3 separate regions of the Mus musculus genome follow, and regions 2 and 3 are each linked to region 1. A link is a contact called in public Hi-C and promoter capture Hi-C data. All regions are on one chromosome and are shown on one strand. Each heading gives the region's core, a stretch centred on a gene start, on an enhancer-like site or on the middle of the called end of the contact. The rest is flanking DNA. Distances are from core to core; before and after follow the strand shown. Region 1 holds the start of Bcl10 (B cell leukemia/lymphoma 10). Region 2 overlaps Odf2l (outer dense fiber of sperm tails 2-like). Region 3 holds the start of Col24a1 (collagen, type XXIV, alpha 1).

Region 1 (4,772 bases), core at 980-3,479:
GTACCAACCCCATATCAAGCTTTCCACCATAAAAACTAATCTAATATCCAAGACAGCTCACTACTAAGAGGATATCAGGCAGGTAACACACACACTGGGGAAAAGGTGAGACTCGTGTCCCTGGCTAGATGCAGTGAGATGGCACAAGATTTTGTCACGGTACTTAGAAGAGTGCTCAATTTGTATCACTATAACCGTATCAAATTCCCATTAAATAATTAAATATTTTTGGACCATAGCTGACCCACAGGCAACAGAAGCCACAGAAAGCAAACCCTGAGACAGACAGACAGCCTCATGTAAACAACTTCCCACCATTTATCAAGACAGATAATACAGAAGGGACACCAAGCAGTTTTGGGGGAAGGATAATGAAAAGTTCAAGTTTTGAAAACATAAGAACATAGCAGGCAGTGGTGGCTCATGCCTTAATCCCAACACTTGGGAGGCAGAGGAAGGGAGTTGAGGCCAGCTAGTTCTACAGGTGAGTGCCAGGACAGTCAGAATTACAGAGAAACAAAACAACAGCCAAATGTATGAAATTATAGTTTGAGTTCTGGTAGACTTGGAAATAAAGTCCTGGAGTTGAGAAAAAAAGGAGATTCAAATAATGCGGATGAATGTTTAAGCTTGTCATAAGCAGTTTCAAAAATAATAGGGTGAATATCTAAGGAACACTATTTTTATAGACACCCTGACGCTTCTCTGTAGTCTCTCTAAGGTTATGGACATCTGACACAGGTCTAACGTGCAACTGTCAGGATGGATGACGTCAATGAACCCCGGAGCAGAAACAAAGGCCTGCAGCACTCTCCTCCCCTATCTACAGACAGGTCTTGTCTTGTTTTGCCAGCTATAAAATGAAAAGCAATTCTCTCCTTATAGGTACTTTAATGATTGTGAGAAAATTCAAAACTGTGGAACATGGGAACAGAGCTCCCAGACTTTACACTTAGGGTTTACTGTCCTCTTAAGGACTATAGTGGGTATCAAAGACCTTGTTTCAAGTAGAATGTGTAGCTTTCCATACAGCAGGTGCCCTACCAACTCCACTGAACACGGAAACTATGGCAGTTATCCTGGCCGTACCTTTCCCTCCTGGTACTTAGCTCTATCAGTTGTAATTATGGGCACAGCGCAATAAACTTTACAAGGGGTAAGTATGGTAGAAAAAGGGGTCTGAAGCACACATACATCTTCAACAACTTGAGGTTAAGTTCGTAAAGACGATTTTTCGGCAGCATTTTGGTGCTAAGTAAGAACGAGTTACCGGTTTTTAATGTGAATTCATGTATATTATCTAAGTTGTGCTCATTTGATTTTTTTTTTTTTTCTGGCAAAAGAAGTTAAAAGGAAGGAAAAAAAAAACGAAGCACGTTGTGGTTAAAGCCATTTCCTCAAATATTACTGTGTCTGTGAAGTTCTACATGGTCTAAGCAGAAGAGTCCAATTTAGTCGGGAGTATTTTCAACGTTTACCTGGGAACCAAGTCTCAGCGAGAAGTACGCACACCCCCTTCATTTAAATACGTGGGCGTCTGATTACTCGGGGAATTCCAGGGCGTGCGTTCAGCTGGCGAGCTTTCCGCAGCCCCCGATAGAGACCAGTTTCACCCATCTGCTCTACGCCCGGGGATGCCTGGTCCAAAGCCCGCTGTGGGCACACTCCGGCGGCTCCCTAGGCTAGCAGCTCCCGCGGCGGTGGCGTGGGATGGGGGATCGGCAGGATGGAAAGCCACCAGCGACGAGCGGATGGCAAGGAAACATCCAAGCCCACCGACAGGCTTAACCGCGGACTCCCGGGTCGCTGGTGGATCGTCTCCAGCCAGCTCCCGGGAAGCAGGCAGGTCGTGCTGTGCCAGGACCCCGCGCTCTTCCGACCTGAAGTTCCCCGTCGCTCAGCTCCGGGTTTCCGCTTTCCTCCGCCCGCCCGCCCCGCTGCGCCCCGCTGCGCCCAGCCCGGCGGAGCTACTCACGTCCTTCTTCACTTCAGTCAAATCCTCCTCCGTGAGGGACGGTGCGGGAGCCTCCATGGCCCAGGCCGGGATGGCGTCCTTCCGGCCCGCGCCACCCCGCCCAGACTAAGGGCTCGGGCCTCCGGGAATCAGGCTGTGACTTCGGGGGGACTAGGAACAGAAGCGGGGGAACGGCCGGCTCACGGACGAGGAGGTGGAGACCTCAACGCCCCACTTCCGGCTCCGCCCCTGGGGCCAGCGGTGCCGCGCTCAGCGTTCTTCCTAACTCAGGCACCACCCTTCGGCGAGGCGGGTCTGCCTGCAGGCCCCACCCACCTACGTGCCAGCCAATCAGTACTACCCTCGGTTACGTCTCTGCTTCCGCAGTGGCTCCGCCCACAGCGGGCGTCCCTCTAACCACGCCCCCTTGTCATTTACATAGGCTTGCGGATTGGACGCCTGAAGGATTTGTTTCCGTGGGCGGAGCACTGGCCGCTCAGTTTAGCGGGATCTCCCCGCCTTCGCAGACTCCTCGTTTGGGTGGAGTGTGGGCTGAGTCGGCCAGAGCATTTTGGTTTGCTTCTCTTTTCCAGATGTTGCGGAACAATTTCCTGTTGTGCTGAGCCAGGTTTTACAGTTGCGTGATCATACGTATATGTATACACGCACACATAACTTCCGTTTGAGGGCCTGCTCTGGGGGGCCACTGCCATTTACCACCTAGAACTAGGGAGACAGGAGCAAGGAGATCTTGAGAGCAGAAAACAAAACGACAAAACACAAAGAAAAAAAAAAAACTGTTAAAAGATTTAAAAATTACCTGCAATCCCATCAATTTAGCAGCACAGGTAGTGTTTGGGTACTTTTAAGTCTCTATTCATTAGAAGCATTTCTCCTTATTAATCTATGCAGTAGAGACAAATTTAAAAAGCTAGGGCCTCTAGGAGTATATTTAAGGTTCTGAAGCTACTTGGTACACAGTTACACTCTCTTATTGTTATCCTTTATCTCTGTTCAGTAAGTAAATTCTAGGGATGCTCTGATGGGGAAGTTGTTTATTGGAGGCCAAATGGCTATTTTCAGAACGATATTTTAACTCGTAGCCCGTGCAAAACGTGTCCTAGTGGATGAGGTGCTCCACATAGAGTCCTAGGCAGAAAATGATTATGTGGTCGATGAAGTAAATCTGCAAGTGTAGACTGAAATGTCAAGAGGACCAAAGGCAACAGGAATCTTTATCTAAAACAAAAGAACCAGTAGAGGCTTAAAGCCACATCTCTGTAGCTTTGATCAGAGTTCTGGAATCTTGGTGTTTACATTATGCCAGGTCTTTTTTTACGCTGATGTCTAGTATACTAGAGTGTTTTCCTGTGTCCTTAGTCATCCGTTGTCTTGTTATAACCCAATTTGCTTAATCATTTGCTCTTTCCTGTAGCAACCATCTGTTGAATGGCAACTACTGAACTACACCCAGATCTTCTTCTAGCAAATCAAACACCTCTGTCCTCCAGCTAGGGTGTGGTGGCACAAGCTAGCTAGCTGTGTTGGCCAACCAACTGCTTGCATCTGACCCAGCTATAAGCAGGAATAAATCATAAACTTACTTAAAACATTAGGAGGGTTTTTTCCTTTTTGCATTTTTTCCCCACATTTTGGATATGTAGGTTTTTTTTTGTTTGAACCCTGCAGATAAGAATATCCTGTCTCAAAATAAAAAACAATAGACCCAGTCATAAGTATTGTCAAAGTTCAAGGTTATTCTGGGCTACTTAGTAAATTACTGGGACAACCTGTGCTATATAGTAGGAGCCTGGCTCCAACAAACAGAAAAAACAACAATAACATCTGTTTCTTCGTGAAATTTACATTAAAGCACGTATTTGTTTGGGGGTGGAAAAGGTAGACATTTGAAAAGTTTCGTGTGTAAAGTGTTTAATATGCTAGAATCTCATAAATACTAAGAGGGAAAGCGACGCTGGGAAATGGAAAAGGTGGAGATGGAGACCACACGGAGATAAAGGATACATTTCCCACGTGCAGGAAGTGAGGGAGGAGCCGTTGGACAGAGGGAAAAAGGGAAAAAGAGCTCTCAGTGGAGAGCCCTGCAATGCAGAGGCTGGGTGGCTGGGGAGGTGAACTCTGCTACGGGCAGAGTTTAATCTGACTTTGCCCAGAGTCATACAGGTTTACTCTGAGTCAGAAGGAAAGCCGCTGCAGGCTTCAGAGGAGCAGAGGGACATATGCAAACTATGCTTTCACTGTTCTGCAAGCTGGCCAGCTACTGCTCTAATCTAGACCCCAGGAGGTAGAGGCCTGGCTGGATTGGGAGCAGTGAGAGAGAGGAGAGCAGGCTGGGTGAGAAAGGCCAGGGCGTTTGACTTTGTTTTGAAAGGCTCCCTGTTGCTATCAAGAAAAGACCAGAGTGCAGAAGAAAGGATGGGAGTCAGAGAAACAGCTGGAAGATTTCATTCTCCAGCCACCCAGATATAGGGCACTGTGATGAATACTCACTACCATCACAAAAAAAAAAATGTCAAGCAATCTTCCTTCTTGTTTTCTTGGGAATAATGTCTATGTTTTCAGGCAAATGTTGAACTGGGTTCAAGCCATCCGCCTTCTTCAGCTTGTGCATGATCATGGCCTGTGAATCTCAATCCTGAGTTTCTAATGTATCACCATTCCTCCATTGGCAAACTCATTTCCCTCCCTTTCGGCTAAGTCACAGGGCCAGACTATAAAGGCATAGCTTCAAGCAAACAAGCCTGTCCTTTCTTTGCAATAAGTACCGATTCCCAAACGCTAACAGGAACCTGCATTT
Region 2 (4,772 bases), core at 1,459-3,958, 780 kb after region 1:
CTGAAGCCAAGAAGAAAAGGAGGGGCTCCAGGGAAACATCCATGCCCTCCATGTGGCCAAGGGTGACACAGCAGTGGGGGCCCTTGTCACATGGTCAGAAATGAGAGACATGGACACATTCTACTGCTGCAGGACAGAGGAAAGGACAGTCACCATTTGGGGACTCTGACCACTTTGGGACAAAGTCTGAGAGCACCTGGTACTGTCAAGATCTTATCCTAAACTCAAGGTAAATCCCTCCAGTTCTTCCCAGAGGTTAGTGGAGCTGGGAAATGTGCAGCTGGTTCACAGATGGCACCACTCCTTATTTAACTTATTCAATGATGTGTCCCTTAAAATCAACTTAAGTTGGTTTCTCAGTGCAAAGTTCAGAACACTGGAAGGTATCACAGTTTCACACTGACAGAACTAACCCTAAGTACCTTGAGGAATACAATAAATAAAAGAGAGTTAAGAGGGAAGGATTTAAAATTTGGCTTAAGACATGTCAGGTTTGGCAGGTCAGGGTTAAGTGGAGATGCCAAGTAAAGCAGACTTCAGTGGGGGAGACACGAGTCCTCAGGGTGGAGCTGCTCACTGTGCTAGCCCCATCCATCCACAAGGATTATCACAAGCCCCACTTTGTTGGTTAGGAAACTAAAGTTTAGAAAGGCAGCCTGCCCTTGGTAAGAGTACTTTGCATCAGAGCCAGTATTCAAATCAGCTGCAGGGATTCACCCTATGGTCTTTCAACATGAGATTTCAAGTTGTTTGATAAACTCATGTCTTCTTTGAGACCTTCCCATCATTCCCTTTCACGCTGGTTGAAATACCCACTTTTTCTCCATGTCTACTACAGAACCTACATGTAGGGTGACATCCCTACTACACTGAGTGCCCTAGAACTCAGGTCTAGCCTTTTCATCTTTGTCTGTGAAGAACTATGGAAGTGCCCACACGCCAAGAGGCTAGGTAAGCTGAATGCACACCTAACAGACTTAACTGGAATACAATCCTTGTGTGCACTTGTTTGTGCAACAAATATTTATCACAGAGTTGAGCTTTAGAGCTTACTGGATCCCAATCAAGACCAAAATCTTTAATTATTTATTTACTTAACCACACACACACACACACACACACACACACACACACACACACACACACACGCAGGTGTGTGGAGGGGTCACACTCTCCAGGTCCTTTACATCTCTGCCCATTCCCTCACCACATCAGCATGCATCTGGAAAAGCAGTCCTGGCTCAGTAATATCTGTGTTTTGTTCTGAGGGAAAATTAAGTAAAGAATAAAAATGGAGCTGCTCCTTCCACCCTGTCATCAGCATACAAACAATAACTGTAGGCTTGGCAATGGGAAACGACTCTGGCAAACTGATTAAAAAGTTTCTAAATAAAGGCCATCTGTACCTTTTGTCTTCCTTCTTCCAAAGCGGCTTCCAGTTGCCTGGACAGGGCTGTGTACTCTGCAGCCTTCTCTTTCAGCTCCAGGTCACTGTGCTTGAGACACTCCTCTTGGTCGGCCAGCTTCTTCTCAAGCTCTTTATTCTCTGCATCCATCTGCTCTAGTTTCCTTTATATCACATACACACATATACATGTACATACATAGATATATATACACATACATGCATATATCACATACACACATATACATGTACACACATATACATGTACACACATATACACGTACATGCATATATCACATACACACATAGACATATACACACTTATATCACATACACACATATACATACATGTATATACATATACATACACACACACACATATATATACATATCTCACACATACACAGAGATTACAGTGTATGAGGAAATGTAACATGAGTTTGAAGTCAGCCTGACACTTACTCTTTAAGGTTCTCACACTTTAACTGAATGAGATGATTTTCTTCCTCAAGAGAAAGCTTGGTCAGAAGGCTTTGGTTTCCATCAACCTAAGTGGAATTTTCAAAGAAAGAAAAGAAAAAGACAGGTTTTTTCAGTTATTTTCTTCATCAACTTCCAAGGAAATTACGTATTTTATTTAGAAGTATAAGAAACAAGAAGATATGAATACACAGAAAGACACCAAGCCATGTTTACAATGCTAATCTACAAGTTCTCCAGATCCTCACAGAGTTTTAAAAGCTGATGTTGTTTATGTTAGAAAATGAAGTACATTTTTTCCTGGGTGATGGTAATTAAAATACTCTGAACAGGGTTCTAATGAAAAGGAACATTTAGCTTGTCAGGGACTAGGGATGTGGCTCAGCTGGCAACAACTTTCCCAGCATGTACAAACCCAGCACTACAGAAAGCTTGTGCTGCAATCCTGGCTCAGGAAGTAGAGGAAAGAGGACTAGAAATTCAAGTCTATCCTCAGACTGAGGCCAGTCCAGGCTACATGAAACCCTGCCTCCAAAACAAAACCCCAACAAGAACAAGACAAAACTTAAAAAATGTGTGTGTGAAAAATTTCAACATTGTTCATTAGACAGTTAATCTGTTATGTTTCCCATGTTAATTGATATGTTTCTCATATCAACAATGCTCCACTTAAAATACTGATAGAGAACTACCTGTGACAATGCTGAGTCAAAGTCAAAGACAAAGTTGCTCAGGTCAGAACAGACCATTCTTCCCACTGCTTCACAGTCTGATTCAAAGAGTTTAAGTAGCTTTAATAAGAAGAATATTTCTCTTCAGGCCTAGAGAGATAGCTCAGCAGTTGTGAGCACCGGCTTCTCTTCCAGAGGACCCAGGTTATATTCCCCACACCCACACGGTAGCTCAGACTATGATGTCCTCTTCTGGCCACTTTGGGCACTACATGCATGTGGTGCACAGAAATGCAGGCAAAACACACACACACATAGCATAAAAAATAACTTTTCTTATTCTTATTAAAGTAGCATTGTTTTTTTCTAGTAGAATTTCTTCTTGGAATTTTGCTTTGTGTCTTTTAAAAGCTAAATAAGTTTCTTTTGAAAGGCACAAAGTGAATTCTTCCTGGAGATGTCTTACAAGTAAGGAAACAGACTGGCCTGCAGACTCAGACACGCTTCCAACAAACCACCAAGTAGCCCTAACGCAGGTACAAAGTGTGCGCGCTCTGTGACACGCACCGAGGGAGGAGGAGGGAGATGTATGGTGACAAGGTCACACAGTCCTATGCGGATGGACTGATAGGTATTAAGTGAAAGAATAGAATTACCCCAATAAGTGTGATGCACAATTCTAATTAAAATGCATTCTGATTTTTGCAAGGTAAATTATTATTTGTCTTATGCTGATGTCAAGAAACAGATAGGCAAGCCCGGCTTGGCCCTCCTCTCATTACATCACCACACTATGTCCTCCAAGTCCAAATGCAGATGCATATAAATCACCCATATCAGCCATCTTTATGACCAGTGTCACCAGGAAATACTAAAGATAAACAGCCGAGTATCTGCATGAAATACTGCATCAGCGATATAGATGACACGCGTGCCGTCAACTGCTGAAATGACGTCGTCAAATGTTTCTTTAACACATCTTCCAAGACTCAGAGCTGATGGACACCTGGCCTTGAAGCTCCCTAATGGTGAGCGCCTGCTCTGCACACTTCTCCTTGCAGCGCTGCAGCTTCTCCTGACACTCCTGAAGTCTCTGTTCGGCTGACGTGAAGGAGCTGCGGGCTTGCTCTACCTGCTTCAGATTCGACTCCACCTGGCCTCTCATCTGAGGTGTGGCATTAGGGGAAATAAATTCAAGGTCACAAATTTGGCAGGAATAGTCTTACTATCTTAAGGACAAGACAAGCTTGTTATTAATCAGTACCTTACAAGTGCTAATTTACATGAGACGTATTAAGTAAAATTAATTAGTTTTCAGATAGGCTGTCAGGCAAATAAGTATAGCACTATCAGCCTACATCAGCACATGTGACTAAGGAATGGGTGTGCTTCCATCCCACTGGTCTGCCCTCAGCTCTGCAGTAACTGTCATTTCACTGCCCTTTCTGTGTGTGTGGGGGGGGGGTCGCGGGGGGGGGGGGGCTGAGCACTGCTTCAGGACAGCTACTGCACGTCCTCAGATGACTGCATCTGGTCACTGCTGTCATGGTGAGTAGCCACAATACTCCCCTCACCCCCTGCCCTTCTTACTGTGACACTTCCATAATCACGGAGAAGAGAGTGCCGTAGTAATAACGCCTAAGGAACGCAGCATTGCTCTCTGTAACTGTAAACAGCTAAAAGGTGACATTTAGGGTGTTCCCATGGAGGGACTTCAAGAGGGAGAAGGTGTCTGAGCTGAGCACTCACAGCACATGCACCCTCTGGCCATGAAGACAAAAGATAAGCAAGCAACCTCTGAACCTCTACCCAGACAAGATCCTAGGAGAAAAATGAGGAGACTCAAGCAGCAGAGAAATAAAAAGAAGACTTCCTTTTGTAAAAGACAAACAAACATACTTTTCTAGTTTTATCACAGCAAATATTATAAGGGCATTGCTCAAAACAAACAAACAAACAAACAAACAAACAAACCCGGTTCCTCCCCTTTGTGGCTTTGACCTGGGCTTTCACTGCATTCCCGAGCAGCAGAGGGGATGTGCATGAGACTGTCTGGTGAGAAACAACAAGGACTTGTAATGGCATCCTCTTGTGTCTGCTAAAACAGGTGAGAACAGCTCTAAGAACAGCACCTTATTAGGTGGCCTGACGGCCAGCTCAGGCTGACCCTGTCTTGACAGAGATGCCTCCTCCTAATCCCCAGTCTCAAAATGGGT
Region 3 (4,772 bases), core at 1,184-3,683, 630 kb after region 1:
ACCTGCTGCCCACTTCAGCACCTTTCCATAAACCTTTACTGCCCCAATCCACCAGGTGTCATTTTCTCCAGAAGTTCCACCAACGTGTGTACAATCCTGTTTATTCTCTGGGTCCTACCAGCATCCCCTACATCAATCATCTGAACCCAATACAAACTCCAAACTGCCCAAGAACATATCCTGGGACCCTCTAGAAGGGCCTTGCAAACCATACAAGACAGGGGCCATTGACAGATCCATGTAAACACACCATAGGAAGTATTACTTGGCTATTTGAGCTGGGTGCAGTGGCTCAGAGAGCAACTTTGCAGTGGGAGTTGCCAAGAAGAGAGGACCTTGCCCTCTGAACAGAACTTGGGGGTCTTCCACAAAGCTCCAGTCCGCAGAGGATCAGGCCCTACAGGATCGTAGCAGGATATTAACCTGAAAGATGCACTTAGTCCTGTAAGATAGTACACATTCACGTCCCACCCTGCTTGGCTCTCTTGGAAGATCCATACTTTGGAATGGTTATCAAGAAAATCCGAATCAAAAGCCTGATCTGTACGAGACTCTCTGGGAAGACCACCGGGAGAGCTTCTAGGATCTGGAGACTACTAGACTCCCACCCTGTGAGGACACCACGGGTGTCCGAAGTATATTGGCTTCATTGTGTCTCCAGGTTTGTGCCTGAAGGTGCACATGGCTCTTCAGCAGGGGACATTCACACAAAGCTTGCAGAGATCAGGGCAGAAAGCACAGGAGAGATCCTACACAGGGCTGGGCAGCACATGTGCACCCAACCATTGCCACAAGGCGGGCTTTCTCCACTCACGCCTCCACCAGTGCTCAGCTGACTTGGGCAACTTGGCCCCTGTCCTCCTCCCACCTACAACTCAGCAGCCTTCCTCCCTGTATCTCAGGGATCAGATGCAAACTTGGATAACCCACTGGCCCCTATAGGGGCACCCAGGCAGGCTGCCAACGATCCGTCAAGCCCACACTTTTCCCCAGCGTAGGGATAAGGACAGGTATGGTATCTACAGGGGAAAGAGGTCTGCCTGCACGTCCTACCCTTTCATGCCTTCCAACCCTATCCTGGCTGTGAGCACTACTTCTCCACTGACAGAACGTATGTCAGGGCTAGCTACAACTCCAGATGCGAGAGTTATGTCTGTTGGTCTTCTAAAAAAACAGAGAAAGAATTAAAAGAGGTGACCCCCTCAGATCCTCCGGCTTTCTGGGCTCTGTAGATAGGCATCCTTTCTCACCACCTAAATTTAACCCCAATCCTGTGCTTGCGGAATCCACAGGATTGCTGGTGTCCTAGCAGTCATCCAGGCTGGGTGCCCCAGACAGCTGGAAGTAGGACTTCAGCCAAAACTGAAAGAGGAAAAGGGGAGGGGGTGAGAGGATAGTTGGAGTTAGAGCCCAGGCGGGTGTCAGAGCGGCTCTGCAACCGCCTGGGGCAGTGGCCGAGGGGATGTTGGGACACAGGCCAGCAAGCTTTTCCTCCTCAGCCACAGGATTGCTTTAGCATAAACTGAGACTCGCTGGCAGAAGCTTGCTTCCTTTCAAACACGGTATTTTACAAGTTGAGAAGTCAAGAGGAGGAGGATGCCACGGCAGCTCGCAGGCTCCCTACTCCAAAAGGTACCAAGGAGCACAGATCTCCAGCTCCACTGCGGATTCAGTGGGTGGTGAGAGGGGGTTTGGTCTAAAGCCCCTTCCTCCCCCCTCGGGCGGCGGGTGGGCTACTTACGTTTCTGTGGTGGGGGAGACCTTTCCATGCCTTGTCCTGTAGGCTCCTAAATGCATTTGTATGCATTTGTCCCTGCAGCAAAGCACTAACGGAAAACAGAAGCCAGCTCCGAACTGCTAAAGGTGCAGGTACTGTCCATGAAAAGGGGGAAAATCACATGAGAACCATGCTCCTACCCGCAGAACGGAGTGTAGGGTGGGGTAAGGGATGAAGCAGTATGGGGGTAGGAAGCAGCACCCAGGGAGAAAGATAGCTAGGATGCTCCCTGCCTGACTGCAGCCGGGGTCGCTCTCCCCTGGGGGGACCAGAGGTGAGAGAGACTTCACCCTGAGGCAGTTGGGAGCAGCGGCAACAGCCAGAGCTAGGTTTCCAGAGCAGCCCTGGAGTTCACTTGCGGTTCAAAGGAGACTCCGTGACTCCAGAAGAGCTCTCTGCTTTGGGCCTGGGAGGAGAAAGGCGGGGTGGGAGGTGGGGGTGGGAAGAAGGAGATGAAAGTAGGGGAGGAAGTCCTTGGGAGCAGCCTGCGCCCAAACATTTGTCAAACAAGCACACACACCCACTTGGGAAATCAAGTTGGTGCCGAGGGGGCCGGTGGCAACTGCAGGCGCTTGACTGCCGGCTGCTTCGCCTGGAAGAAGAGGAGCCTAGTAAATCCGGCTGGTGTTAAATTTCACCGCGCACTGACTTGCAATGACGTCACTAAACACGGAGCACACCTCCCCCTCTGCCCCGCAACCTTCTTCCACCCCAGAGCTGCCCCCAGCTGCCCTGGTCCACCAACCTAGCAGGGTCAGGCTGGGCTAGCTGCACCCTGAGCTCTCAAGTGACCTTTTGCCACCCCTTGAGATGTACCCACTTCCTAGCTGTAGGTGATTTGGGGTCACTCCTTCCTCTCTCTCCCTGTACCAGTGGGTTCTCATTTCATGTGTGTCTCTTGCATGCCTCTCCATCCATCAGGCTTTTTCTTTACTATCTTTCTTCACACCTGGGATCCTCCTGAGCTCAGCTAATTTTTTATTCCTTTCCCTGCTTGGGGGGGGGGGGGTCCCAGTGGTCTTAGTAATGAAGCAGACCGGCTTCCGTTGTTGTTGCCTGTCTCTTTCTCCATTAACTGCCCTTCCCATATACTATCTCTAGTGACTTTCCTGTAATTCACCTTTCCACTTAGTCCCTGGGCCTGACTCTGTTACAAGTCTAGATTCGTACTGTGCACTCATGCAAGGACCTGCTATCACACAGCCTTACAACTTACACCTCTGATTGCTGTGACAGGCTTTCAGTCTGAGTTCCTATTTTCAGTCTTTTAATACTGGAAAGTCGAGCTTATGAATTTGCTCATAATAAAAACACTAAATATTCTCATCTAATTTTTCTGACTGATGTTTGTAAATTTAGTGAGACCCACATCTATCTATTCTTTGGCTGTCTGTTATGCTTTTAGCACCTACAACCACGTGACGTGTCTACTGAGGGAGGACCGTGTGTGACAATACCCTTTCTCTACAGTTTCTACTCTCTGCATCCTCAGCTAATGGTCTTTCCATTTGCTGAGCAGGAGCCCGCCTTGGGGCAACAGTGAAGGTTAAAGTCCAACAATGCAAAAATCTGATATTACTCTCATACCATATTTTTTCTCTAGGACTGGACTTTGATCTGCCTTCCTCTTTAATTGCTAACTGTTGATTTTGCAATGATGCTTCATTGATAGAAAAGTAACAAAATATTGGCATTCTTATAGATCCTTTCTCTGTCATGCCTCAAGTTCCCTGTAGAAACTTCTCTGCAGAGTAGGTGTGTACACCCATCAATGCATTGACAGTGGATTCTGTTTCCAAGGAACAGACTATGAAAATGTAGATCAAAGTCGAACTTATAAACCTATGTGCAGAACCACAGGAGACAGAACTCAAAGCACAGTGTAACAACTGAAATGTAAGAGCATCATACAGTATCAGCACTGTCCTAGGTAGATGTACACTTCATTTATCCTCTAAATAAATCCTTTATAATAGCCATTGACTTTTATCTCCATTATACAAAGGAGGAAATTAAGTCAGGAAGAAGTTAAATCCCCTAAGATCATTACACTGATAAGACTCAAACCAGTTCAGACCGGCTTTGGATGCAGTGCAAGTTTCCAATATCCCCTTTTTTCCTTTCTTACTCATTTCTCCCTCCTTCCTCTTTTTCACAAAAGTTTTAAGACAAGGAGTTAGGAAAATCACACACAATACTCTGCCGTGGTTGCTATGAAGATGCAAGATTCTGTGTATAACAGAGGTGATGGATTTGTAACAGTTTGAACCTAATTTGAAACAATTAGTCTTAAATATAAACACTATTTTTTTTTTAGAGATGAGACCCCTTTAAGGAAGAAAACAATTACATTCATGTAATTATTTATCAATAAATGTTTATGCAAAAACATTAGGCTATCAGTAATTCTAGACAGAGTGGAGGAGGAGGCAGGGTAGAGGCAAAAGATCAGAGCTCACTGTTCACGCAGACCAGCGAGTAGGGAGTTCTAAGGTCAGTGAGAGACTGCCTCACAGGATAAGGTGAAAACTTACAGTAGAAGATAGCAGATGTTTAGCTTCTGCCTCCGTACACATATGACACATATATGCACACAAATGCACATATGCGTATGGTATGCACATGCACACACCAAGAAGATAGTATTTTAAAGTGTGCTTATGTGACTAAGGAAAGGTAGATCCTTAAGAGCTAGGCTTCAGGACAGACGGACAAAAGAGGAGTTAGTCAAGCTTGCATAATTACACTGCCGGTGGGGGATGCTATATTTGAGATGTCATGTTGAAAGTTTATCTCAAACAAAAACAAAAAACTTCCCAATGATTTTTCACTCATAATATGTTAAAGCCAACTAGAGCCCTCTACTGGAACAGAGTTCCTGGAGGGGCAGCATTTACATCTAAAGCTAAGAAATGGCAGGATACCTCATCCACATCCAGAGACAGACGGAGGTCCTCCTACTCCCCAGGCCACCACTCATTCACTAGCCCAACAC

The links. Promoter capture Hi-C pulls out the DNA fragments that hold promoters and counts their contacts. Hi-C and Micro-C count contacts between places; a contact is called where the count stands out from the background.
Region 2: a promoter capture Hi-C map of 3T3-L1-derived adipocytes shows a contact between it and region 1, with 5 times the contacts expected there. The contact joins the enhancer-like site here to the promoter of Bcl10 in region 1. A contact is called at or near these places in 7 of 39 promoter capture datasets (the 3T3-L1 cell line, 3T3-L1-derived adipocytes, cranial neural crest and 4 more), 1 of 484 Hi-C or Micro-C datasets (3T3-L1-derived adipocytes), 4 of 115 datasets of contacts at active chromatin or transcription factors (embryonic limb bud, epiblast stem cells, forebrain and 1 more) and 1 of 9 other capture datasets (liver).
Region 3: a contact with region 1 is called in a Hi-C map of nephron progenitors, with 6 times the contacts expected there. The contact joins the promoter of Col24a1 here to the promoter of Bcl10 in region 1. A contact is called at or near these places in 5 of 39 promoter capture datasets (the 3T3-L1 cell line, cranial neural crest, maxillary cranial neural crest and 1 more), 2 of 484 Hi-C or Micro-C datasets (cortical neurons and nephron progenitors) and 2 of 115 datasets of contacts at active chromatin or transcription factors (embryonic forebrain and embryonic stem cells).

Annotation. Positions count from the first base shown.
Region 1 is chr3:145,921,719-145,926,490 of GRCm38.p6, reverse strand. Bcl10 (B cell leukemia/lymphoma 10) reads right to left here and starts at 2,229. Exons shown (of 3, transcript NM_009740.2): 1 at 1,976-2,229. The coding sequence starts at 2,032.
Region 2 is chr3:145,145,712-145,150,483 of GRCm38.p6, reverse strand. Odf2l (outer dense fiber of sperm tails 2-like) reads right to left here. Exons shown (of 17, transcript NM_001162538.1): 13 at 3,563-3,721; 14 at 1,868-1,953; 15 at 1,407-1,569. Among named protein-coding and RNA genes, the nearest start is that of Odf2l, 30 kb to the right of the region's middle. Within about 2 kb of position 2,708, at least 2 of the 459 cell types and tissues checked have an H3K27ac peak or open chromatin away from gene starts, as enhancers often do. A contact at or near this core is called in 3T3-L1-derived adipocytes, where this site is marked.
Region 3 is chr3:145,290,133-145,294,904 of GRCm38.p6, reverse strand. It overlaps Col24a1 (collagen, type XXIV, alpha 1), which reads right to left and starts at 2,433. Exons shown (of 60, transcript NM_027770.3): 1 at 1,742-2,433. The coding sequence starts at 1,797.